Linked DNA regions of Sus scrofa: regions 2, 3 and 4 are each linked to region 1. A link is a contact called in public Hi-C, HiChIP or PLAC-seq and promoter capture Hi-C data. All regions are on one chromosome and are shown on one strand. Each heading gives the region's core, a stretch centred on a gene start, on an enhancer-like site or on the middle of the called end of the contact. The rest is flanking DNA. Distances are from core to core; before and after follow the strand shown.

What was found. Promoter capture Hi-C pulls out the DNA fragments that hold promoters and counts their contacts. Hi-C and Micro-C count contacts between places; a contact is called where the count stands out from the background. HiChIP or PLAC-seq counts read pairs in DNA pulled down with a chosen protein or histone mark.
Region 2: a contact with region 1 is called in a Hi-C map of liver, with 3 times the contacts expected there. The contact joins the promoter of FAM193A here to the promoter of MXD4 in region 1. A contact is called at or near these places in 1 of 5 promoter capture datasets (liver) and 3 of 47 Hi-C or Micro-C datasets (heart right ventricle, liver and skeletal muscle).
Region 3: an H3K27ac HiChIP or PLAC-seq map of skeletal muscle shows a contact between it and region 1, with 5 times the contacts expected there. The contact joins the promoter of C8H4orf48 here to the promoter of MXD4 in region 1. A contact is called at or near these places in 2 of 47 Hi-C or Micro-C datasets (embryonic fibroblasts and liver) and 1 of 2 datasets of contacts at active chromatin or transcription factors (skeletal muscle).
Region 4: a promoter capture Hi-C map of fetal liver shows a contact between it and region 1, with 3 times the contacts expected there. The contact joins the promoter of NELFA here to the promoter of MXD4 in region 1. A contact is called at or near these places in 3 of 5 promoter capture datasets (fetal liver, fetal skeletal muscle and liver), 1 of 47 Hi-C or Micro-C datasets (heart right ventricle) and 1 of 2 datasets of contacts at active chromatin or transcription factors (skeletal muscle).

The regions. Positions count from the first base shown.
Region 1 is chr8:1,214,262-1,220,470 of Sscrofa11.1, forward strand. MXD4 (max dimerization protein 4) reads right to left here and starts at 2,546. Exons shown (of 6, transcript XM_003482330.3): 1 at 2,320-2,546; 2 at 2,120-2,219. The coding sequence starts at 2,383.
Region 2 is chr8:1,384,302-1,390,460 of Sscrofa11.1, forward strand. It overlaps FAM193A (protein FAM193A), which reads left to right and starts at 4,141. Exons shown (of 22, transcript XM_021100934.1): 1 at 4,141-4,195. LOC102159054 (a long non-coding RNA gene) reads right to left here and starts at 3,480. Exons shown (of 3, transcript XR_304717.3): 1 at 2,417-3,480.
Region 3 is chr8:1,051,372-1,057,898 of Sscrofa11.1, forward strand. It overlaps C8H4orf48 (neuropeptide-like protein C4orf48 homolog), which reads left to right and starts at 3,744. Exons shown (of 4, transcript XM_003128813.5): 1 at 3,744-5,036; 2 at 5,353-5,538; 3 at 5,743-5,831. The coding sequence starts at 4,964.
Region 4 is chr8:1,036,630-1,042,532 of Sscrofa11.1, forward strand. NELFA (negative elongation factor A) reads right to left here and starts at 2,462. Exons shown (of 12, transcript XM_003128808.5): 1 at 2,155-2,462. The coding sequence starts at 2,364.

The DNA of each region.
Region 1 (6,209 bases), core at 1,296-3,795:
GTGCCCTTTAGTGCAGAGCAGCGGACCAGAGTGGCCCTCGCAGGCCGGGCTGGACCCCATTCTGGAGAGAGGGCGCTGCTCAGGGGTTACAGAGGGGCCCGGGGCCCTCCTGATGCTCCTCTCTGGTCTAGGCACTCGAGGAGCCTTGCGGGGGAGTGTGTCGCATGGGTCCCAGGAGCATGGAGGCCTGGGGAGGAGAGGCGCTCCCTGGCCGGGGCTATGTTTCCAGCATCACAGCTTGCTCACTCCACCTCTTGAGGTGGGAGCTCTCTTCCAGGACCTCATCCCTGGCAGGCTGGTTCCAACCCCCTCCTGCTGCACCCCTGCCCCAAGGCCCTTCCTGTAGCCCTGGCACCCACATGGTGGCTGCTGTCTCCCCAACACACGCTGCCCTTCTGTCCCACTACCCACACTTCATCCTACTCCCTGCTGTGCCCACCCCTTTCCCCCTCCTTCTGGGGACACAGAAGCCTTGGAGGTGCGGAGCTGGCCGGCAAGCCAGAGCTCTGGGTCCTCTGGGCCCTGCCCTGCCCTGGCCCCTGGGCTGGCTGAGGCCTCGCTGGGCCAGGACAGCCACGTGGGGCCTCCTGTGAGCCTCGGGATATGCCCGAAGCATGGGGAGCTGGGCTCTATCCAGAGAAGCAGGGGGAGGTGCCCCCTGGTCTGGGAGACCCTCCCAGGGCCCTGGGGTCTCCATCCCAGCAGAATGTACGAGGCCAGGATCCCACCCAGAGGTGAGAGGGTGGCCAGGCAAGTAGTTCAATCTGTCAATGCCTCAGTTTCCTCGGTCCTAAAATAGAGATAAAAATACCACCTCCTTCGTGGGGTTGGATGAATATTAATTAGCATTTGCATGAGAATCTCAGCTATGATGGTAGCTATGGGCCCTGGGTACCCTATGCCACAGGAGGAAAAGGTCACAGGCCCAAGTTTTCCATGGGTGGCAGGGTGCTTGGCACAGTGAGAACCAACAGCAGGGGCCTGGCTCGCTCACGGACACCTAAGGCAGTGGTGTCCCCCACCAAACGGTCCCCAACAGGCGACCAGGGGCTGGGACTTAGAGGCACGTCCAGCCAGAGCAGATGGAGCCTCAATCAATTGCTTGCCAGGCCGAGGGTGCCAGGACGTCACAGGAGATGGGTCCCTGAGCCAGCCTTTCTGTTTCCCAAGAATGAGCACGCCACAGGAATGAGCCGCGCCCTCTGCCAAGGGGCCCCAAAGCCCCCTGGAAAGGCAGCTCCCAGCCTGGTGACATGGTCCAGGGCCAAAGTGGGCCCCTGGGCAGTGCCAGGTGTGCCGTGGTCCCCACAGCGGCCAGGAGAGTGTAATCCCACAGAAACCCTACCGGAAGGTCCTCACTGCCACCCAGGGATATGCACCCCCACGTTCAGGCGCCTACAGCCAGGGTACAAGGCCAGAGCAAGAAGAGGGGTCTCTGGCACTGGGAGAGGCTGCTGCACGTGGCCCCACAAGCTCTTCCGGCCCCCTTAAAAAGGGCCTTCTGACCCAAAGAAGGGGACACCCTCCCCCCGCACGGGTCGCTGGAGTTTCACTTGTGTCAGGAGTTTGGGAAGGAGCGGTGGGCACCGTGCGAGGGCTGAAGGCCCAGGGCAGGGCTTCCACACTTCTTTGTGCAGGTCCCTGGGGTGGGAGGACTCAGTCCAGTGGCGGGGCTCGGTCCTTGGAGACAGTGCAGCCCACCCGCCCGCGGGGGCAGAGGTCGCGGCCAGCAGCCCCACGCTGCCCTGCACCAAACCTCAGTTTCCCTAAACCCACCGGGGATCCGCCAGCGCCCCTGACAACTTTTTTTCCTGCCAGGAAAAGTACAGAACAACTTGGGGGCGGGGAGCGACTGCGGGAGGAGACCCCGGGCGGCGGGCGCTGTACGCGTGGCACTGTTTACGCGAGAGTCCGAGGAGGCGCGGCCCGCGGGAAGATGGCGACGGCGCGGGCGGGGCCGGCCGGGAGGGGCTGTCGCGGCCCGGGCATGCCTCCTCCTCCAGGCTGGCCGCCGGGGCGTGCAGCGGCGGCGGCCGGGCTACAGGCTGGGGTCGGGCCGGGGGAGGGCGCTCCCGGGGCGTAAGCCCCGGGCCTGGGGGCGCCGCGCGGGGGGTAGTACCTGTTGTTCGGGGCCTTGCGCACCAGGCCAGCCGCCTTTGTTTTCTTCCTGGCAAAGTCGCCATCGAAGGGCAGCACCGAGGCGTACCCGTGCTCGGCCTCTGCAGACAGACGGCGCGGTCAGCTGGCCCCCGCCCGGGTCCCGGCCCCGCCGCCGCCCGCCCGCCCGCGGCCCGGCGCACAAAGGGGCGCAGGCGCTACCTCGGTCCCTGCGCTCCAGGTACTCGGCCGCCTCCAGCAGGATCAGCAGGGAATTCAGCTCCATCCTCCCGCCCACCCCGCGTGCGCGCTCCGGGACGGCGGCGGCCGCTGCCCGGCCCGCTCCGGCCGGCTCCGCTCGCCGCCTGCCCCGCGCGCCCTGCGGCTCCACTTCCCCGACTCTCGCGGACTCCTAGCGCGCTCGGCCGCCACCCTCCGCTTCGGGCCCTCAAATTGACACATAAGGGCGAGCGGCGGCCGGCACAACCAATGGGAGTCGGCGATCAGGCTCCGGGGGCGGGCACCGGACTGGGTCGGGGCCAATAGGAGCCGGCCGAACGCCTCGGGCCGGGCCGAGAATGTTGACAGATGCGAAGCTCGGTTCCGATAGGCCCGCCGCGGTAGTAACAATTTAGAAGCCCAAGCTTAGCAACAGCACGTGGTGGCCCGGCCCCCGCGCTCGCTGACTGGCGGCAGGCGTGCATGTTAAGTAGGCGCCGCGCGCCGATTGGCCCAGAGCGGTCTATGTAAAATAGGCACGGCGGACCAATGGCCGGCCTCGGGGCGCGCAGCCAATGAGGGCGCTGCGGCCGGACGCGTTGCCGAGAGGAAGCAGAGGGCTGTGGGATCGCCTGCCGCCCGGCCACGAGCCAGGGCCCGTTAGGGCGCAGGGAGCATCCCAAATACCCCGCCGGTGCGCCGGATCTGCACACACCGTGCACAGGAACCTGTCGCCCCGGGCCTGCTGCCATAACTGGCTTCGCGGAAGCTCGGGGCCTCGCGGTCTCCTCGGAGGTCTCTCGTGGGGCTGCAAAACGACAGCCCTCCTCGTCGGACACAGCGCGATCCCAGGAAAGGCTAGGGTTTGGAAGAGGGGCCTAGACGGAGGATCTCAGTAGGAAACTGAGGCCCGGAGCTGCAGGGGTCCCTCAGAGCTGCCCAGTGGACCCTAGGGCTGAAGGAAGGATGTGAGAAGAGAAGGGTGCCAAGATCTGCCGCCGCAGGGCTCCCATGAGTGGAGGGCTGCGTGCTCCTGTCTGGCCCAAAGGGTGGGGACATTCCAAGAGGCGAGCGCTTGTCCCCTCTGGCCATGGAAGCGCTTTCTAGGGAAGAGAATTGCCCTTCGTGGGAGGGGCGAGAGCTCCCGGCTGGCGGGCTGGCAGGTGGCCCTAGTGACGCCTGACCCTAAGCTGGCCCCATTGGAGCAGGGACTGGCAGGTTAGGGGCAGCCCCAGACTGGCCACAGGCCTCCTTAATTTTCCCTCTCACTGGTCGTTGAGACTGATGGCCTGGGAGCTCCTGTACAGGGGGCCAGCTAGCTGGAGATTCTGGGGTGCAAGGTGGCTGGACACCCCCTCCAACACAGACACTCTGCTGCTGCCAGCACAACAGGACAAAACTAAAAACCTCACAGTTTCAGCCTGAGGGCCTGTTGAAAGCTTTATATGCATTTCCTTGTTTCGAGAAGGACTGACAGAGCTGGGAATCCTGAGGTTAGGGACTCCCCAGGGTCTCCCAGCCACCCCTGCCCTCCCCAGCACCCTCCCCCCCCCCACTGCCTCCCCCATGGATTAGTGCTCCCATATGCTTGGCCAGGGCTAGTGACTCGGCATGGAGACCAAACCACCTCCTGGTCCAGCACAACTTGCAGGGGTGGGAGCCACCACTGTGGTGACCTGAGAAATGGGGTTAGGAACGTGTGCCCCCAGAGGGTGGCAGGACCCGGTGAGGGACTTGGAAACTGCCATTAGACAGCCCTGCATGGACATTAAAATCACAGCATTAACCCCTGCCCCTTCTGCTCCTGCCCCACAGCCACCCAGGGCCAGGGCAGCGTCCCTCTCAAGAGCTGGGTGCTGTGGCCTCCAGGTCTACCTGTGAGCGAGGTCAAGGAGGACACCAAGCTCGGGGACAGCCGGGTGCATTCTGGGCTCTGGGGTAGTGGAGGCAGGGTGTTCCCTGCTTATGTGAGGGCTGGGTTGCTGGTCCCTGTCCTAAAGCCAGAACCTGTGCCTGTGTGAGTGCACCTGCTGGACGCCTACCCTCCTCTCTGCTGTGGGGCATGAGGTGTGCTTTGTAGCACAGTGGACAGCATGGTGCCCAGGTGTGACTACAGAAGCCTGTGCCAGCTGCCTCCTGGCCTGAGAGGAGGCGGGGGGGGGGTCCCCATCTTGCCTTGGGCTGCATCTGGGCTATTTGGGGGACCTTTCCCTCAGCCACACTGGGAACAGGCCACTTCCCAGTGCCCGCATGGTCCACACTGCCTGTGAGCGTGGGCGCCACTGTTCCCTGGGGAAGCGGGGCCAGAAGGGGCCTGGCTGGTGGTGGGAGTGAGGGGCTGGGCAAGAAAGAGGACCTGGTGCGGGTGCAGCATCTGGGTCCCAGACCGAGGGGGCAGCTCCGGGGGGCAACGTGTGGGCCAGAAGGCAGTGGGTAGGGGAAGGAGAGAGGCAGTGGGAACCACCGGCGTGTCCTCCAGCCACGCCTTGCTCGGGGCGGGCCCTGCGGCCGGGAGCCCAGAGCGCCCAGAGCATGCAGAGCCGAGGTTGCGGGGGCGTGTGTTGTGGGGGATCTATGGGGGGGATGGTCTCACCGACGTCAAGCCTCCACACAGGGTCTTGAGGCACCCCCCCCCAGGTGGGAGGGGCAATCCTGGGGCAGACATGGGCGCGATGCCACCCCTGGGCCCAGTTCTGGAGGGCAGCAGGGTTGAATCACCTCCTCCGGGGAGCTTTCTCTGAGCCAGGCCTGGCCCAGCGTCTCACCGCCTCCCCACTTCCCCCACATCTTCCTGTAGGGACCTGTCTGAGTTGGGGGCCAGCAGAGTCCTTGCTGGGGACGGGGAGACAGGCGTCTCAGGCTTCCTCCCTCTGGGAACCCGGGCTCCCACTGTTACCTCTGTCTAGAGCCCTAGACGGGGCCTGGACCTCCCCTGCCCTCCTCAGCACCCTCCCCCCCTCTACTGCCTCCCTCCTGGACCAGCCCACGTGTCCCCACGGCCTGCCTCTAGTGTTCGCCCTACGGGCAAGCCACGCCTGCCCCAGAGCCCCAGCCGGGCCTGAATCCAGAAGGGATTTAGGGTTTGGCTGGAAGGCAGGGGCCACTTGGTGGGACCCTCCACTGCCCCCAGCGCAGCCTCAGCTTCCCCAGCTGTACCCGCCTTGAGCACATGGAGGAAGGCAGGCTTCCTGGCCAGACACTTGGGGAAGGCTGGCTTCCCCCCAGCCCTGGGGCCTGTGCGGGATCTCTCTGAGGAGACCTGGAGGGAGGAAGCCTCCAGAAGCCTGCTCTTTAGTCTCCCCCACGCCAACTGGGCCCTGGCTCCCCTTCTCTGGACCCAGGATTGCCCTCCCTCCCGCCCAGCCACCCTGCACACTGCGATGGGGCCGTGCTCGTGGCTCTCAGCTCAGCCGCACCTTCCCAGGGTGAGGAGGTGTGCGAGGCCCTGCCTCCTCCAGAACCTGCTTCTCACACCTTCAGGGTCACCGGGGCCTGGACCCACCTCCTCTCCTGTCCCATCAGTCACTGGGGTGGATCCCTGCTGCCACCAGCGTCCCCAGCCCCAACGTTCTGGGCAGGAGGCCGAGAGGAGGGGTCAGGACTGGAATCCAGCCCCAGTCCGCAGCTGCTGCTCCTTAGACCTGGGGCGGTGGCAGGTCCAGACAGCAACCTGCAAGCAGGTTCTGGGTCTGTGGGGCCCCGGGACAGAGATGACCTGTGCGGTCATCAGGTGCTGGAGGGCCCTGCCAGGCCCGCATTGTCACCAGCCTCCCAGAAGCCTTGGCTCCCCTGCACTGAGACCTAGTGTGTGCCAGGACCACGGGAGGAGTTCTGCGGGCTTCTGTCACTGGGCCTCTCCCCCAAAGCCGCCCCGGAGTCTAGTCTGGCCACAA
Region 2 (6,159 bases), core at 2,891-5,390, 170 kb after region 1:
CTCAACTGTATACTTTCTGCAGAGAAGTCCCTGTGCTCTTCTGCTTGGCGGGGTGGAAGCCCACTGCCACAGTTCCACTTGGGACCGGGAAATGGCTTGAGCAGGGATGCGCAACTGTTCTTTCTGCAGCCTTGATAAAGCCAGAAATTAGAAAAGGCTTTCTAGGTAATGATTCATTGTTATGTAATGCTCCCTGGTTATGAATTGGGAGATAATGAACTTCTCTAGTTTTTCTTATAAAATTGTACTGTTACTAGTACATACTCATGTCTTGGTGAAGATTTACATGAAAGGGGAGTAATAAAACTTTTACGAAAATATCCAACACACGCTGCCTTTTCCTGCAAGTGGCTAAGAGTTGTCCAGGACCATGAGCGTTCTGGGTGGCCGGGTCCATGCCTGAATCCTCTCCAAGCCACTGCTCACCCCTCCTTGTGACTACCTGTGCTCCTGCCAGACTGAGCTGCATTTCCTTTGTTGTTGTTCTTTGCTGTGCCCATGGCATATACAAGTTCCTGGGCCAGGGATCAAACCCGTGCCACAGCTGAGATCCAAGCCGGCTCCTTAACCTGCTGAGCCACCAGAAAATTCCTGCTTTTACTTCTGAGACTTACAAAGACCTTTCTGGCCCTGTGTCCTGCATTCTCTTGTGAATGGTTATTTTAGGTAAACCTGGCTGGACTATAGCATGCTTAAGACGGTTAAACCTGATTCTGAGGGAGTGCCTGCCGTGGCTCAGTGGTTAACGAACCCAACTAGTATCCACAAGGATGAGGGTTCGATCCCTGGCCTTGCTCAATGGGTTAAGGATCCGGCGTTGCCATGAGCTGTGGTGTAGGTTGCAGACGTGGCTCAGATCTGGCATTGGCTGGCTGCTACAGCTCCGACTGGACTCCTAGCCTGGGAACTTCCATATGCCGTGGGTGTGGACCTGATAAAAAAAAAAAACCATGATTCTGGAAGTACATGCTGAGAGTGTTTCAGGATGAGCTTAAGGCTTGCACTGGCAGACTGGGTAGCAGGAGACTGCCCTCGCACTGAAGGCCTGAATGGAACTAAAGGATCACTCCTGTGGCCTGAGGGCCTCTGAGCTGGGACAGTATTTTTCCCAGCTTTTGAACTCACACTGAAACATCATCTCCTCAGTCTCAAACCTGCTGCATCTCAACTCTGCCACCACCGCTGGCCCTCCTGGTCTCTAGGCTTTGGGACTTGGTCTGGGACTACACCACTGGCCCCCCTGTCTCCAGCTTGCTGACTGCAGACCTTGGGGCTTGTCAGCCGCCATCACTGTGTGGGCCGACTCCATACAATACATATACTTCCCACTGGTTCTGTCTCTCCGGAGAGCACTGACTAACACGTCCTTCAATGGGGTGAAAACTGATTCTTAAGGAGAGGAACCAGTCTTAAATACTACAGTGGTTTACGGCCCTCCTGAGCTCAACTCCACCAAATAAAATCTTATTCCTTAGTATTTTCTCCTTAATGTCTTGATACTTTTTCCTTAGGGGGGATAATGATTTTATGTTGAGAACCACTGGGTCATGCCTTTGCTTCATAACTTCTGCCAGGACCACCCTCTCTACTCCCCTCGAGGCTGTCCCACGTGTCCCGCCCGCCCATCCTGCTCCCTTGACGTCCATTCTCAACCTAACAGCCCCAGTTTCCTCAAATCATACATCCTACAATGACAGCCCCTACTCAAAACCCTCTATGGCTTTCAGCTGCCTTTAGTATAAAACACAATCTTGATTTTGTCGGTTCCTGGGACATGCTCAAGTCTTGCAGTGCTGAAAACCCTTTGTTCTACAGTGAGTGGCTCTGGTTCAGCTCACCTCAGAGAGGCTTCCCCTGTCCCCAAAAGAGCTTTTGACATCAACTGTGGGCTGCTGGAACCCAGCAGCTGTACCTGAGCCACATCTGAGTTGGAATCTGGGCCCTGCCTCTGACTATCTGGGTAACTGAGCAAATCCCTCACCATCTATGGACTTGAGTTTCGCATCCATAACATAAGGCTGATGGTGCACATCCTGAGAATGGCTGTGTGGGTGAGATGATACAGCAGCAGGCAGAGGGGCTGGGGCGTAAATGCTTGACAAATGATCATTATTACGTCATTCATTCATCCAGCAAATATTGGACTGCTGTGTGCCCAGCTCTTGCCTGGCAGGAGCTGCGATGCAGAGGTGCAGGAGGTAGACACTCCTATGCCTCCCCGAGTCCCTGCCCCCTAAGACTTGACTTTTCTGGGGGGCTGCTGAACACTAAGAATCTCAATTCAGCGCAATGTGTTCTGATAAGCGAACAGCACAGGGGCTGTGGGAGCGGGCAATGTCTGACCCAGCCCGTGTGGGGAGGGGGCAACCCAAACCATTGCCCCCACTAGAGTGCTAAGGCAAGCATCTCCGCTCACCCTCTCAGCCTTCCTTCAACAGCAGGGTCAGTCCAAACCCTTGGGGAGGGGCCCAGGCAAGAGTGCAAATGGAGGGCCTCTGCTCCTCTGTATCATCGCTCCAGAACCAGTGATGGAACCAAAGGGGGCAAGACAAGTCTCTCGTGCTTCGGTGTTTGTGATGGGTGGGGGCCTCTAGAGCGCAGGATCCAGGCAAAGAACCCCTGTGGTCCGTCTAGGGCAGAACTGTACCTGGGGCTTGTTGAAGATGGGCAAGGGGCCCAGGAAGGAGGGTCCAGGCGGAAAGGCCCCACTGGAAGGCCCGGGAGGGTCTGCCGGGGTTCGTGGCCTGTGCGGTGGATGAGTTCAAGATCGTGAGAAATGGCTGGACTGCTCCGGTGCTTTGCAGGGCAGCAGGGCCCCAAGAGTCCAGGCGACGACTGCACGGGGCCGCAGGGAGAGGGCGAGCTCGGAAGGGCGCCTCCAGGCCGGGGGTTCTAAGCTAACTGCCAGGTCTGCCGGCTCGCGGCGTTCCCTGGCCCAGAGCGGACCCCGACCGACCGCCGCCGGGTCCAGCGCTTTCCAGACGCCCTCCGGAACTCGCCCAACCCACGGAGGCGGGTTATTCTCGTCCCATTGAGTCACCTGGGCTCGGGCGACGGGCCCGACCCAAGGTCACATAGCCAGTCAGTTGGGAATGCGGACTCGAACCCACAGCCGGGCCAAGGTCACCGGGCCTTTCTTGGAGGGTCAGATCCGGGGCTACCCGCCCGGCGCGTCCCGAAAGCCAGGCCGGCCAGGCCTGCAGACCCCGCGGCAGAGGCGCGGGGCGCGGGGGCGTCTGGGAGCCTGTCAAAGAGGCGGAACTCCTCGCCACCAGCCTTGTAGTTCGCCTACTGAGGGCGACGCAGCCCTGTGCTGGCCAGGCCCCTCCGCCCAACTACAAGTCCCAGAAGGACCTGCGGAGTGGGCGGAGCTTGCAGCTCGACCGCGCGGTGACGCCACCGCCGCCTCCAGCTCCCCCGCCGCAGCCCCTCGCAGCGTCTGGGCGCTCGACCGCGCGCGGCCTGACGGGAATCGTCGTCCCTCCGCCGGGCACCCCTAGCGGCGGCGCTGGCGCGTGGACTCCAGGTCCCAGCGTGCTTTGCGCTCCGGCGCACGTTAACGGCGGGAGGGGAGGGCGCGGCAGAGGGGGAGCGGCGCTCGGAGGGCGGAGTAAGGCGGGGGGGGAGGGCGCCCACACCCCTCCCCCTCCCCGCCGCTCCTTCCCCCTCCCCCGACGTAAACTGGGATCCCTTTCCCCTTGTGTCCGCCATATTGGACTCTAACTCTGGTCAGCGGCGGCGCCGGGCCCGGTGGACTCGCCGTTGCTCCCGCCCAGCGGCCGCCCCGCAGCTCCCGCCCGCCCGGCCCTCCCCGCCCGGAGGCGACCCCGCGCAGCGCCCCCCGCCCGCGGCCGGCCGGAGCGCCCCGCCGCCGCCGCCTCAGCCTCCCCGCCTTCCCCGCCCTCCGCCGCCGCCCGCGGCCCCGCGCCCGCTCCGCGCCCTCCCCGCCCGCCGCCCTCCCGCCATGAGCCCGGCCGACGCTAAGCGCGGGGCCAAGCGCCGGAAGAACAAGCGGGGCGGCGGCGGCGGCGGCTCGGGCGGGGGCAACGGCGGCGCGGGCAGCGGCAAGGCCGGCCCGGCGGCGGCGCTGCGCGGCTCCCAGGCCCCGGGCCTGGCGGCCCCGGGCGGCGCGGCGGCGGCCAACGGGCCCCTCGGCGCGGGCGCGGGCGGCGCCGCCCCCGGAGGCTACTTCGAGGTAAGCGGGGGCGGGCGGAGGGCGCGGTAACGGGCGCGGGGCGGGGGCCGCGGTCCGCTCGCGCCCTGACAGCCTCCCGCGGGCACGGCGGGCCCCGGTGGGAGGCGCGCCGAGCCTGGGGCTGGGCTGCCGCGCGCCAGGTGCCGCATCTCCAGGAGCGCGGCGCCGCCTGCCCACCTGCGCGGCGCTGTCACGGGCCCGGGGGTGGTGCCGCGTCGCCCGGCGCGGAGCTCGTCCTTGAGGTTGCTCGGGTGCGATTCCCGAAGAACTGGGAGTCAGGTGACGAGCGGGGCTTCCCTGGCGGGGCCCACCTCCTCCACGCCCTTGCGAAAGTGTCTCCTGGAAGTTTTCTTTTTCTTCTCCAGTGTGGTCATTGGAGAGACACCTGACAGTCTTCTGGAGGTGGTGGCCCCGGCTCTGCATCCTCTGCTTTTTAAAAGTTTTTTAGAGGTAATTGGTGGTCTGGTCACTCAGGCCTGTTATGTAGGGCTTGAACTTAAGGCATTTGAATAGGAATTTTTTCTGTTTTACTTTTGAAGGCAGCTGGCACACACTGCCTCTGTCAGTTGTGGATTGCTGCCACTTTTATTCCTCTCCTGGTCCCAGCACTTTCCAAGACGCAGTACTGGGTCGTGGGTATGCCGTTGGCAGTCATTTCTACCCGTTGAGTTGTGTCCTAAAAGAGAATGGATTTATTTCCAGAGTTGTCTAGTTGGAACTGTTAGGTAAAGACGTTTGCAACAGTAACAAGAGGCAACAGACAAAAGCCTCATCAGGAGTGTTTATTTGTGTGCCCAGTTCCAAGACAGTAGTTGTTTTATGCGAGATTATAAATACCGTGTTGGAGTGGTGTGCAGGGAGAGTGCATGGGAAGTCGTTGCATGTGCCATAGCTCTCTGATGCCTATGCTCTTGTATGAACTTGCAGCAAGGTGTGTGTATGCTTTAGTGTTTTGAGTGCTCTCTGCAGTTGGAGCTTTCTTAGATTGTATGTCAGATTTGTTTTGGATCCTGGGTCAGAGCCCTTGACCTCACCGTCTCCGGAGGTTACCGTTCCTCAGTATACTAGAGAGCGAAACAGGTGGAGTTCTGAGGATCCAGAATGAGGCTTGTGGATTTGCATCAGTGGAGTGTAAATTAAGGGCAGTGTTTACTGCAGGAGGGGAGGAGAGGGGAGGGTGGGACGTCTGCCTAAGTAGGTCTTTTACAAAAACGTTGACAATCTTGGCTGTACCTGGATGTAAAATACACCTACTTCTGTTGATTTAATGAAAGCAGGGTGGTGGTGCAATAAAAATTCTTTCACTGGCCTTTCATAACATTATTTCAGGCTTTGATAATTCTCACTTATTTTGCGATATTTAGCTAAAATAACCTTTTAGTTAGTTTTTATTTGTTGGCTTGGCCGTGTAGCAGCTTGATATGGGATCTCAGTTCCCAGACCAGAGATCAGACCCTGGCCACAGGTGGTGAAGGTGCAGAGACCAGACCCCCAGGGAACTCCTCTTTTAGTTGCTGTTCTTTTGCCACACCTGCAGCATATGGAGATTCCCAGGCCAGGGGTCACATCAGAGCTACAGCTGCTGGCCTACACCACAGCCACAGCAGCACCAGATCTGAGCCTTGTCTGCGACCTACACCACAGCTCCCGGCAATGCCAGATGCTCAACCCACTGAGCGAGGCCAGGGATTGAACCTGCAACCTTATGGTTCCTAGTCGGATTTGTTTCCGCTGTGCCATGACAGGAACTCCTAGTGCTATTCTGATCATGCTTTTCAAACTCAGATGACCGTATGCCTAGTATTATTTTTGACAGGACTGTCTTTTTCTGTTAAACTTAACAAATGCGGAGTTTTTGGCCATGACCCACTATAAGATAAAAAATAGATTAAGACTTGTTCCTTCTCACCCTGGGCACGCACAGACACCTGCGAGGGCACACACACAGCCACCTGCGGGGGCAC
Region 3 (6,527 bases), core at 2,494-4,993, 160 kb before region 1:
CTTTGGAGCCGGCGGCCCAGACCCTCCCTCCTCTCCTCCCAGGCCTTTGGCTGCCAGAGCCTCCGGCCTGAGCTGAGCGCCCCCCCCCCCATGCCCCCAGGCCCGTGCGATGCCCCTGCCTCCCCTCCCCTCACGTCCTGGGCTCCGTGGCAACGCAGGTGGGCTCCGCCTCCGCGTCGGGGTCTCCGCTCCTTAGAGGGGGGCCGCGGGGGGGGGCAACTTGAAGGCTGAGAGGTGGGGGGTGTCTGCTTGGGACGCGGGGGAGGGGCCCTGAGACTCTGCCCGGCAGCCTCTCGCAGTGCCCCTCGGACGGCGCCAGCCGAGGGTGGCCGCAGCTGGAGGAGCGTGGTCCCGGGGCTTCCTTCCCAGACCTCCGGGGCGTCACCGCGGAAGCCACCCTCCTGCTCACTGCGGCTCTGCAGTCTCCCGCCCGACAGCGCCGATCCCGGGACGCGTTCTCCCTGCGCCCTTTCACCCCCGCCCCGGCCCCCCCCCGCCAGCGTCCTCCGCGGTGCCCTCCTCCCGCTGGTCCAGGCCCCCCTCCCTGCACAGGCCTGCCTCCGGCTCACGCGGCCCCACCTTCACGCAGCCACACTTTCTGTGCATCCTCTGAGCACCGACTGTGGTTCCGGGTGCTGCGGACGCAGCAGGGAGCAAACGCCTCGAGCACCCGGTGAGACGACACAGAGCAGTTGGGGCCAGATCAGAGCGTCCTGGTGGGGTGGTCCTGCGCTGCAGGGCGTTTCGCCGCCGGGTGGATTCAGTAGCACCTCTGCTCTGAGTGCCTCCAGGTATTACTAAGTATCGCCCGGGGCAAAACTGACCCCACCCAGAGAGCTCTGGGCACGAGGAGGGCGGGCATGTCTAATAAAGCATATCAGTGGGTTGGAGGGCGAGAGGAGGAAAATGAAAAAAGCAGCGCAGGGAAGGGCCGGGAGGTGCTAGCCTGTTTCTGCCCACCCTCTGCGCTCACGTCCAGAGATGGGGTGCTTGGAGATGGGGTCCCCTAAAGGAGAAAACAGGCTAACGGGGGGCAGGGGGCAGGGCCTGATCTGACAGCATGAGTGTCCTTTTAGGAAGAGACACGGGAGGCCTGCTCCCTGCCTCTGCTCTCCCGGTGCTTTCTCAGCGGGAAGGCGGCTGCTTGCCGCCGGAATTGAGCCCAGAAACCAGACTGGCGAGAGCCTTGATCTTGACTGTCCAGCCTCCAGGACTGAGGATATTTAAGTCGCCCAGGCTGTGTCTTATGGCAACCTGAGCCCACCAGACAGGTGGCTGGGGGCAGCCTCACTCTGCAGGATGGGTGGGTTGGCTCTTACTGAGAAGGAAATTTGACTGGAGCCTCAAGGGAGGGAGGAGGAAGCCGTGGGCCCGGCCTGAGGGAAGGCCCTGGGGCAGCCTGGCAAGGAGGCTGCGTGGCGGGCATGGGGTGGGCAGGGAAGGGGTGGGAGGGGAGGTGGGCAGCTAGATAGCTTCTTGGCCACATCAGGGCTTGGGCTGTCACTGGGGTGACACGGGGTCCATGGAGGCTGTGAGCAGAGAGGGCAGTGTCTGAGGGGAACAGAAAAGGTCCTTCCTTCAGAGCAGCATTACTCACAACAGCTAAAACACGGCAGCACCCCAGTATCCATGGATGGATGAGAGGGAACCAAATGTGGCCCAGCCACACGATGGAATATTATTCAGCCTTAAAAAAGGAAATGAGGAGTTCCCTGGTGGCACGGTGGGTTAAGAACCTGGCTGCAGCAACTTGGGTCGCTGTGGAGGTGCAGGTTCAATCCCCCAGTGTAGTGGTTTAAAGGATCCCGAGCTGCTGTGGCTGTGGCTCAGATTTGATCCCTGGCCCGGAATTTCTGTCTCGGGTGCTGTAGCACTTTAAAAAATAAATGCAGAGTTCCACTGTGGCACCATGGGATTGGTGGCGTCTTGGGAGTGCTGGGACACGGGTTCGCTCCCCAGGAACTCCATATGCTGTGGGACGGTCAAAAAAGAAAAACAAGTGAAGGAAGGGACTTCTGACACCTGCTGCAATGTATGTGACCCTTGAGGACACTGCTCAGGGCAAAAAGCCAGTCATGCAAGGACAGATATTGTGCAGTCACATTTATTTGAAGTCCCTAGAGGAGTCCGATCCATAGAGACAGGAAGTAGATGTGGGTATGAGGGGCCCAGAGAGGGAGGGCGGGGAGCCGGTGTGTCCCGGGGAGAGTTTCAGCTTGGGAAGATGAAACGGTTCCGGGCACGGGCAGTCCTGATGGCTGCACAGCGTGAGGGCACTTCATGCCACTGAGCGGGACACCTAGCAGTGGTGACCGTGCTGTATTTTATGTGATGTATATTTTACTGTAATTTAAAAAAGAAGGTAGGCATGGTCCCTCCGGCTGTTGTAAGGAGACTGGACCACAAGGGTGTGGGCAACAGGGTGACGGTGACAGAATCAAGAGCCCAGGCGGGGGGGGGGGGGGGGCGTGTGGACCCGGGCTTGGTGGCTCTGAGGGTGGGCACACAGTGTTTCCAAAAGGCCGCGGTGGGTTTGGTGGGCGTGTCTGCCGGGACAGAGGGAGGTGGGGAGGGGCCGGGGGCAGTTGCTGACTTTCGTCTTGGGGGGAGGAGGGCGCTCGGCGGAGGGTGAGATCGGGCTGACCTCCAGCTGCGCGCTCTCTCCCAGCGGAGACGGCCGGGGCGGGGCAGCTGGGCGTGGGCACATGGGCACCTGGAGCTCCGCGGCTGGTTTTCACAGCTGTGACTGGACAAAGTCACAAAGGACATGGCCCTGGGGAGGGTGTGAGTGAAGGACGGGCTAGCTGCGCCTGCGGGGGAGGAAGGGCGGGGTCCGGTCCTTGGGTCGCTAGGTGTGTCACGGCAGGGTGGGAGGTGAGCCGGACAGGTGAGGGCTTAGGAGAGAAAAATGGAGCAGCTGGACAGGGAGGAGAGGCCATGACGGGGGCAAGGGGCTCACCCGTGGGTTTTATTTGGACAAGAAAGAAGTCGCAGCCCGTTTGCTGAGGAAAAGGGCCTGTGGAGAAGGGAAATCCGTGCCCTGGGCAGCCAGAGGGAGGAGGAGGTAGGCTGGGGGGAGGGGACTGGCGCTGGCGCGGGAGGGGGGCGGAAAAGGAGGAGAGGCCCGGCCCTCGGGCCCCGGGCAGCGCTGAGGGTCCACCCTGCAGCCCCAGACGGTGGTGCAGCCCCCTTGGGAACCGGGCTTGGTCGCGCCGAGGATGCGGCCAGGGGCTCGAGGGTGCGCGGGCGGCGGTGGTCAGGAGGACCGTGGGATGCAGTGAGGCGGAGAGGATCCCGGAGCGCCAGGGAGGCGGGCGAAGGAAGGCTCCGACGGATAGGGCGCGGGAGGGCTCCGGGGCCGGTCGCTGGGCCTTCCGCCTCCCAGCCCAGCCGCCCGAGCTCTGCCCTGAGAGCGTGAGGGGAGGGCGCGGCGGGAGCCGCCCCCAGCTGGAGGCAGCCTGGACTGACGCGTGGGGGGGGGGAGCCTGAGCGTTCCGTCCTGGGCACCCCTGGCCTCGCTCAGCGGGTGAATGATCCAGTTACCACGAGCTGTGGTGTAGGTCACAGAGGAGGCTCTGATCCAGCATTGCTGTGCCTGTGACGGAGGGCGTCTACAGCTCCGATCTGACGCCTAGCCTGGGAACTTCCACATGCCGCTGGCGCGGCCCCCAAAAGACGACCAAAAAAAAAAAAAAAAAAAAAGGAAAGGAAAAAAAGAAAGAAAGAAAAAAAAAAGCCTGTGCTGGACGGCGTCCTTCGGGCGCACGTCCCAAGCGAGTGACCCCGCGGGGCGGCTGCGCAGGGCCGGCCGCCCCGCCCCACTCGGTGGCTGCGACCGCGAGACCCCGGCGCAGGGCTGCGGATGCAGAGCCAGGAAATGCGCACGTCCGGGATCGCGCCGCAGTCCCCCAGACCCCGCGCGTTTCCGGACGCCGCGGGATCCAGGCCCGGGCTGCAGCGCGAGCCTGCCCCTGAGCCCCACGGGGAGGAGAGAGAGGCGGTCACAGGGCACCACCCCCTCAGGCAGCAAACCCGCGAGGGGGCGACAACTGACTCAAGGCCCAGGTGTGGGACAGAGGACGTCTAGGCTCGACGCTGCACACCAGCAAGGGGCCGGGCGCTGCCCGGCGCTCTGGAACTCTGGCGTGGGCGCGGGCCTAGGCGCGTTCCCGGAAGGTCGCAGCCTCCGCAACAGGCTGGGCCTTGTTGAGGCCAAGTAGACGCCAAGTGGAGCCCATCCCTCTCAGCGGGACCGAGTCTGCCCCGCACGCGTGAGGCTGGCAAACCTGACGCCCGCGTGCATCGGGGTGCCCGTGGGGACCTCACTTGGCTCTTTGCCTCCAACACCCTTGTGCATCCGCGGAGGAGAAAAGGACACAGAGAGGCCAAGCGACCCCTCCGGGGTCGTGCAGCAGGGTGGGCTATGCGGCAAATAGGTGTTAGGGCACAGAGAGACGAGAGGGACCTGCAAGGCCGCCGGGCTTCTCCCCTGCCCCTCTCGCCAGAGTGAGGAGCGGAGAAAGGGGAACCCCACGGGCCCACCTGCCTGGGGCGCTCCTGGCCGCAGCCTCTCCCGGCCCCAGTCCCTCCCGACTGGACTCCACCGGCCTAGGAGCAGAGGCCCCGCCTTTGCATTCACTGGCCCTCAGTCCCCGGCATGCATCGAGCCACTCCCTGGGATCAGCTCAGGGACACCCCAAGGCTAAGGATCGCCAAGCTCCAGCGGCAGATTTCCCGCTTCCTCGGCTTTGCTCCCGCCGCCGGCGGCTCTGGAGGTGCTGTCCACGCGCCGCCTCCTATGGGCGGCCCTCCCGACTCCATCGCCTGCGGGCTTGACGGTGCTTCAGGCGCAGACCCGGGCCGGGGCCGAGGAACCGGGACAGGGAGCCGCCTGGGTCCCTTTAAACTAGCGGTTCGCGCAGTCCCCGGGTTTCCATGACGACGGCGGGCGGGGTCCGGGCGCATGCGCGTGCGCGCCGGACGCAGCGCGTCTTCCCGAGTCGCCCGCTCTGCTGTCGCGGGGTCCCCGAACCGCGGTAAGGGCGGGGTGGGGGTTCTCCGGGCTCCGGCGGCGGGAGAGGGAGGGAGTCGCTGGGCCTGGGGGGCGTGGCGGGGGTGGAGGGGCCCCGATGTGGCGGGGCGTCGCGAGACCCGGTGGGCGGGGCGGGGGTACGCGGGTCCCGGGGGGCGGGGCCCTGGAGGTGGGTCCGCCTGTCCTGGGAGGTTGGGGTGTGGGGGTTCGCGAGCCCTACCTCCAGGGTGAGGGGTGGGGTTGGGCTCGGAGTCGGGGTTCGCTGCCTAGAGGGGCGCGGGGGCCGAGGGGCCGGCGCTGCTGACCGTCCGCTGCTGCAGGCCGCCCGGGCTCCCTCCGCTCGGCCATGGCCCCCTCGCCGCCGTGCAGGCCCCCGAGGTCGTCATCGCGGCTGCTGCTGCTGCTGCTGCTGCTACTGAGTGTCGCGCTGCTGGGCGTCCAGGCCCGGGCCGAACCCGCCGCCGCCGCCGCCGCCGCCGCCGCCGGGAGCGCGGTCCCCGCACAGAGTAGGTGCTGCGCGCGCATGCGGAGGGGTCTCCGCGGGCCCTGACCCCACCCGGGCGTGCGGGAGGGGCGTGGCTCGCCTTTGTTCCGCGGTTGGTCCCCGCGCGCGCCCCCTTGGGTGGGAGTTGGGGGTCGCACAGAGGCCGCTGCTCGGGTGGGACAGGGCTGGGAGCGCGCCTCCGCCCTGACCCGCGCCCCACCCGCAGGCCGCCCGTGCGTGGACTGCCACGCTTTCGAGTTCATGCAACGCGCTCTGCAGGACCTTCGGAAGACGGCCTACAGCCTGGACGCGCGGGTGAGCCTCGCAAGGGAGTGGAGGGATGCTCACCTCAAATGCCCCCCCATATTGTTTCCAGCCTCAGTGAGGGAGGGGCCCCCTCCTCCCCAAGGCCTCACCCGACCCTTTCCTGGTGACCACCATCCAGACCCAGAGAAGGACAGCCAGCCCGTCCAACGTCCCCCAGGTGGGGGATGTGGCCCAGTGGGCAGAGGGGACACCGAGGCGGAACGAGAGGAGTCGGAAGGCGGCAGGGGTATTGGGCAGCCTGCGCACAGCTGTCTGAGAGGTTCCCCACCCCGAGGCTCATCAGGGGAGGGGTGGGTGCTCGAGGTGCTGGGTGCGTGAAGTGCCGGGTGTCCCCAGTCTGGAGTGAACAGCGAGTCCCCCACCCTATTGCTGTGCGCAGCCAAGGGAGTTTTCACTTAGGATGGAGGTCTGTGGTCCTGAGAAAGGGAGAGCATTCCCAGACCTAGAAGGAAGGGCAGCCCCACCCTGGTCCCTTGTTCTGGCCAATTCCTGAGGGCCCACTCTGAGACCTGTAGTGTTCTCTGGGAGCCTGAGATTAGGGGAGGAGTTAGAGAACAGGGGGATCCCTTGGGGGGGGTATAATTTGAAAGAGGAACAGGTCTAAGGATGTGGGGGGGACTGCAGTGCAAGCACAAACCCAGAGGCTCTAGCCGTGCAGAGAGGGCTTGGGAAGCCCTGGGGCAG
Region 4 (5,903 bases), core at 1,212-3,711, 180 kb before region 1:
CTCACCTCTTGGTGGGAGTGGAGCCAGAAGGCACGGCGAGGGAGAGCTGAGGAGAAAGGACGCCTGACCTGCGGCGAGCAAGGGGGTCCCTGGGGACCCCTCCCGAAGCCGAGTCTCCCCAACAGCGGAGCTGGGGAGGCTTGAGGCCAGGGTCACACGCGCTTTCAGCAGGGGGCTGGGTGGTCAGCAGAGCACCTGGGGGGCCCTGGTGGCGGCAGAGCCCAAGGACACCTGTCCGTCCCTCCACCTGAGGAGAAGCCGGGCTGTGTGTCGTCACGAAGCAGGTGTCGCCACTGCTTCTCCCCGGCCTGCTCCCTCGCTTCCCGAGCACCACGAACTGCGGACACCTGCGCGAGGCCAAGCTCGGGACGGCTTAGGCCAAAGACAGCGTCCGCTTGTTTCCAGCCTTGGCCACGAACACAGGTCAGGCATGGTCAGTAAACACGTCAGAGGGGAAACAAACTCACATGCATCCCAGGCCGAGTTCCAGGAAGGCTCTGAGAGGTGAGAGGCAAACTGTGCCTCTGGCAAGACAAGAGGGAGTTTCCTCTGCCTCCTCGGGAAACATCGCCTCAACAAGAGAAGACTGGCCGGAACCGTAGGGGAGACCGGAGGTGCACGCCTGTTCAGTCACAGTGAGGGCGTCTGCGCAGCCCAAGATCTCGAAGACAGCCAAGCAGCACCCACCGGGGCGGATGCCCAGCAGCACCCACCGGAGCGATGCCAAGCAGCACCCACCGGAGCGGATGCCCAGCAGCACCCGCCGGAGCCCGCGGGGTCACGGCTGCGGCTCGGGCTGCGGCCGGGGGGTCTGACCCCTGGCCAGTGACGTTCCACGTGCCGAGGGGGCGGCGGGGGCGACACACAGGTGGAAGGAAGGCAGAGCACGCCTGAGTGAGGAAGACCGCTACTCAGAGTTGCCGCCGGGGCTCGGCAGTACCGAGCCCGACGGCTACCCACGAGGATGCGGGTTCCACCCCTGGCCTGGCTCTGTGGGTCCGGGACCCGGCGCTGCCCTGAGCTGGGAGTGGGTCGCAGGTGCGGCTCGGATCCCGCGTGGCCGTGGCTCTGGCGGAGGCCGGCGGCTGCAGCTCCGACGGGACCCCTGGCCTGGGAGCCTCCATGTGCCGCAGGTGCAGCCCTAAAAAAAGAAAAAAAGACTGCTCTTCAAAACGTATGTGTTAACTTGTACTTATTTTGGCCGCACCCCCTGGAGTGCGGACGTTGAGGGGCCAGGGGTTTAACCCTCGCCTCAGCAGGGACCCGAGCCGCCGAAGTGACAGAGGATCCTCCGTCCTTCGAGCCACAGAGAAGCCCCCCAAAATCTGTTTTTTCACAAGGGAGTCCCCATCATGGCTCAGCGGTTAACGAATGCGACGAGGGCCGTGAGGCTGCGGGTCAGTCCGGCCTCGCTCGGCGGGTTAGGGTCCGGTGGTGCCGGAGCCGTGGGGGGTCGCGTTGCAGCGGCCGCGGTGCAGGCCGGAGGCTGAGCTCCGATTAGACCCCTGGCCTGGGAACCTCCACCTGCTGCGGGTGCGGCCCTCAAAGACAAAACAAAATAAATATCGTAAAACTCCGCCAAAGCAGTGGAACGCATGCCCTCGGGCGTAAACAAAAACGAACGAAAAAGGGACAAACAAGTCACAAGAACCCCGAAGAAGGAAGAACCCCAGGAAGCGACGCCCGACCACACGGTCCTCGGAGAACCGACGGGGGCGGCCCCGCCGCCAAAGGAACGGGCGCGCCCACCCGCCCACGCAGGACACGCCGCGCTCGACGCCCCGCTCGCGGGTCCGACCCGGGAAGCGCTCCGCCACCGACGCCCCGCCGGGAACGGCCCGAGGCTGCGGCGAAGGGCGCGTTGGCCGCTCGGGGGGCGACGGCAGCCTCGACCCTCCGCGCAAACGCGATGAATTCGCCGAGACGGGAAAGGGCCGGACGGCAAGGGCGCCAGACCCGCGCCCTCGGCGGCACGAGCGCGCGGCGGGCAGCGGCGGCCGGCGGGGCCCCGAGGGGAAGCGGCGGCCGAGCCCCGGCCCGCGCGCCCGGCCCGCCCCGCGCGCCCGGCCCGGCCCGGCCCGGCCCGCCGCGCTCGCTGGGCCCGGGGCGGCCGGGGTCCCAGGGGCCCGGAGGGTGCCCCGCCGCCCGCCTCACCTCGTCCACCGTGCGGCGCGGGAGGTGCAGCGTCCCAAGCAGCAGCTTGAGCTTCACGGCCGACGAGAGGCCGTGGAAGCAGAGGCGGATGTTGTCGATGACCGCGGCCGTGAGCAGGGACGCGATGCTGGGCGGCGCCCACAGCTCGTCCGTGGCCCCCAGCTTGTTGTGCAGCCACAGGCCCGTGTCGCTCTCCCGCATGGACGCCATCTTGGGGGGAAAAAAGCCGGGCGCCGCCGAGCCGGCATCTTATGAGGACACCTACGCGCTCGCTACGAGGACCCCCAACATGGCGGCGCCCGCCCGGCGAGCCGCGTGACGTGACGGCGGGGCGGGGCCTCGGCGAGACGCTTCGTGGCGGCGCCGGGGGGGGGGGGCGCACCGGCCGCCGTAACGCAACATGGCGGCGCCCGCGGCCGGCTCTGGACGGCCTCGGAAGATGACGTCACGGGGCGGGCGACCCCCAGGGCTGGCGCTCGAAGGCGCCGGTCCGCGCCGGTTGGCCAGGGCACCCGCCTCCGCCGCTCCGGACCGGCGCTTGCGCGTGGTGGCCGCGCAGGCCGGGGGAAGCCGTGGCCTGGGTCCCGCGGCGGTCAGGAGGCAGGCCCCGGTCGGCTTGTCCTCCGCGGGGCCCCAGAGGCGGGGGCCTGCGCCACTAGGAGCGCCGAGGTCGCGGTCAGGAGGCCGCCTAGGGGATCCTGCGCGAAGAGCCAGCGGGAGGCAGCTCTCGCGGTCCCCCGGCAGACCCCCACCCCGTGCCGCGCGCTGGCCCGGGCGCCGGGGGTGCAGAGCGAGGCCTTGCGGGGCCCGCGACGCGAGGAAGTGGCAGACGCTGACGGGTGCGCGCTTACTTCTAGGAAACCTACGTGTCGTAAAGGTCTTGGACTTCAGTGTCGGTGATTCCGGGACAGTTCTGTGTTGGTTAAACGAAACTTGTTTTCATCATCAAAAATTAATCCTAGGGAGTAATGAACGTAGACAAAAGTAAACAAATGGGACCTAGTTAAACGTTTCGCCCAGCAAAGGAAACCGTAAACAAAAAGCGCACAGAATGGGAGAAAATATTCGCAGCTTAAGCAACGGACAGGGGATTACTCTGCAAAACATACAAGCATCTCCTGCAGCTCAGTATCCAACCAACAACTCAATCAAAAAGTGGGCAGCGGATCTAAACACATTTTCCCAAAGACACACAAGGGCCAAAAACACATGAAAAGATGTTCAGCATCACTCATGATTAGAGAAATGCACATCAAAACCACGATGAGGCACCACCTTACACCAGCCAGAATGGCTATCATCACAAAGTCTGCAAAGGAGTTCCCGTCGTGGCGCAGTGGTTAACGAATCCGACTAGGAACCATGAGGTTGCAGGTTCGGTCCCTGCCCTTGCTCAGTGGGTTAACGATCCGGCGTTGCCGTGAGCTGTGGTGTAGGTTGCAGACGCGGCTCGGATCCTGCGTTGCTGTGGCTCTGGCGTAGGCCGGTGGCTACAGCTCCGATTCAACCCCTAGCCTGGGAACCTCCATATGCCGCGGGAGCGGCAAGAAATAGCAACAACAACAACAACAAAAGACCAAAAGACAAAAAAAAAAAAAAAAAAAAAAAAAGTCTACAAACGATAAGTGCTGGAAAGGGTGTGGAGAGAAGACACTGCTGGTGGGAACGTAAATTGGTGCAACCACTGTGGAAAACAGGATGGAGAGTCCTCAGAAAACTAAACATAGAACTGCCATTTGATCCAGCAGTCCCGCTCCTGGGCATCTATCCAGAGAAAACCATCGTTTGAAAAGATATGCGTACCCCAATGTTCACAGAAGCAATTTTTTTTTTTGTCTTTTGTCTTTTTTTGGGCCACACCCCCGCAGCATATGGAGGTTCCCAGGCTAGGGTCTAATCAGCTGTAGCTCCAGCCTACACCACAGCCACAGCAAGGTGAGATTCGAGCCTCATCTATGACAGACACAAGTCATGGCAACACCAGATCCTTAACCCACCGAGCAAGGCCAGGAATCAAACCCACAATCTTTTGTCTTTTTGTCTTTTTTTTTTGTTGTTGTTGTTTTGTTGTTGTTGTTGTTGTTGTTGCTATTTCTTGGGCTGCTCCCGCGGCATATGGAGATTCCCAGGCTAGGGGTCGAATCGGAGCTGTAGCCACCGGCCTATGACAGAGCCACAGCAACGCAGGATCCGAGCCGTGTCTGCAACCTACACCACAGCTCATGGCAACGCCGGATCGTCAACCCACTGAGCAAGGGCAGGGACCGAACCTGCAACCTCACGGTTCCTAGTTGGATTCGTTAACCACTGCGCCACGACGGGAACTCCTGAACCCACAATCTTATAGTTCCCAGTTGGATTCTTTTCCACTGCACCATGACGGAATTCTGATAGCGGCACTATTTATAACAGCCAAGACAATGGATGAGGTACTTACATACAATGGAATATTACTCGGCTGTAAGAAAAGAATGAAGTAATGACGTTTGGAGCAACGTGGTTAGACCCAGAGATGATCAAACTAAGTGAAGTCAGACAGTGAAGGACAAACATTGTAGGCTATCGCTCGTATGTGGAATCTAAAACAGGATTCAATGAACTTATTTGAATAACAAGAAACAGACTCAAAGACTTTGAAAAACTTATGGGGGGGGCGAGGCATGGACTGGGGCTTTGGGACTGGCTTGTGCACACTGTCTATGGAAAGACTGGCCAGTGTGGACCTGCTGTACCGCACAGGCAAATCGACGCATTCCGGGATCGTCTCTGTGGGAAAAGAGTCTGAAGAAGTGTGGGCGTGTGTGCATGTGTAACCGAGTCACGCTGTACAGCAGAGATCACCGCAGCATTAAGCCAACTACACTTCAGTCAACCTTTTAAACGTAAAAGAAAATAATCCCGGGAGTTCCCACCGTGGCGCAAGAGGATCAACAGCGACTCTGCGGCGCCAGAACACGGGTTCGAACCCGTGGGCTAAAGAGAGGATCGGCCGCAGCTGTAGCGTAGGTCACGCCTGTGGCTCGGCTCTGATCCCCGGCCTGGGGACTCCATGTGCCTCGGGGCAGCCACAGGAAAGGAGTTAATGCTAGATTACGTGATCCTGAAACTCGCTGGGAACACGTTTCCGAGTAGCTACATAAGCACTTGATTTTCACTCTTCCGCACGTTGGTCTTGGCAACACCACACGTCTGTGATACACGCACACACGGAGACCCGTATGGAGGCCCCGCCAAGTCCCCAGGAGCTGCGGGGTCAGTGCTCCGCATTGCGGAGACCCCCGTCGCTCTCATTCCAAAATTTCAGCCACGAATCAAGTACAGTAATACGAAACGTTAGTTACGAAAGAGGTTTCTGGCAGATGAAATAAATTAAGGTCACCTGTTTAGAAGGCTAGACCTTGTTTCCTAACCTTTACGGAGAGGACGTTAAGATTTATCCAAGTGCCCTGTCTCGCTTTTGTTTTTTCTTTCCTCAAAAGTTACTTTCCCAAAATTTGCAACTGAAACAGACGGTTTAGACAAGCATTCCCCGAAGGCAGGTAGAAGACTTACACGTCAAGAGCACAGGAGGAGAAGTGCAAGTTCGTCCTAGGAGGAAATTTTATTTCCTTAAGGCCAGACTTTTTTTTTAACTCTTCCAAGTCTCAAGATAAATGGGGAGACTTGGGAATGGTAAAAGGATTGGTGGGTGAGGGATTGTTTCTGCAGCTACACCTCTGGTCCGGTGAAGACTAGATCTGTGAGATGAC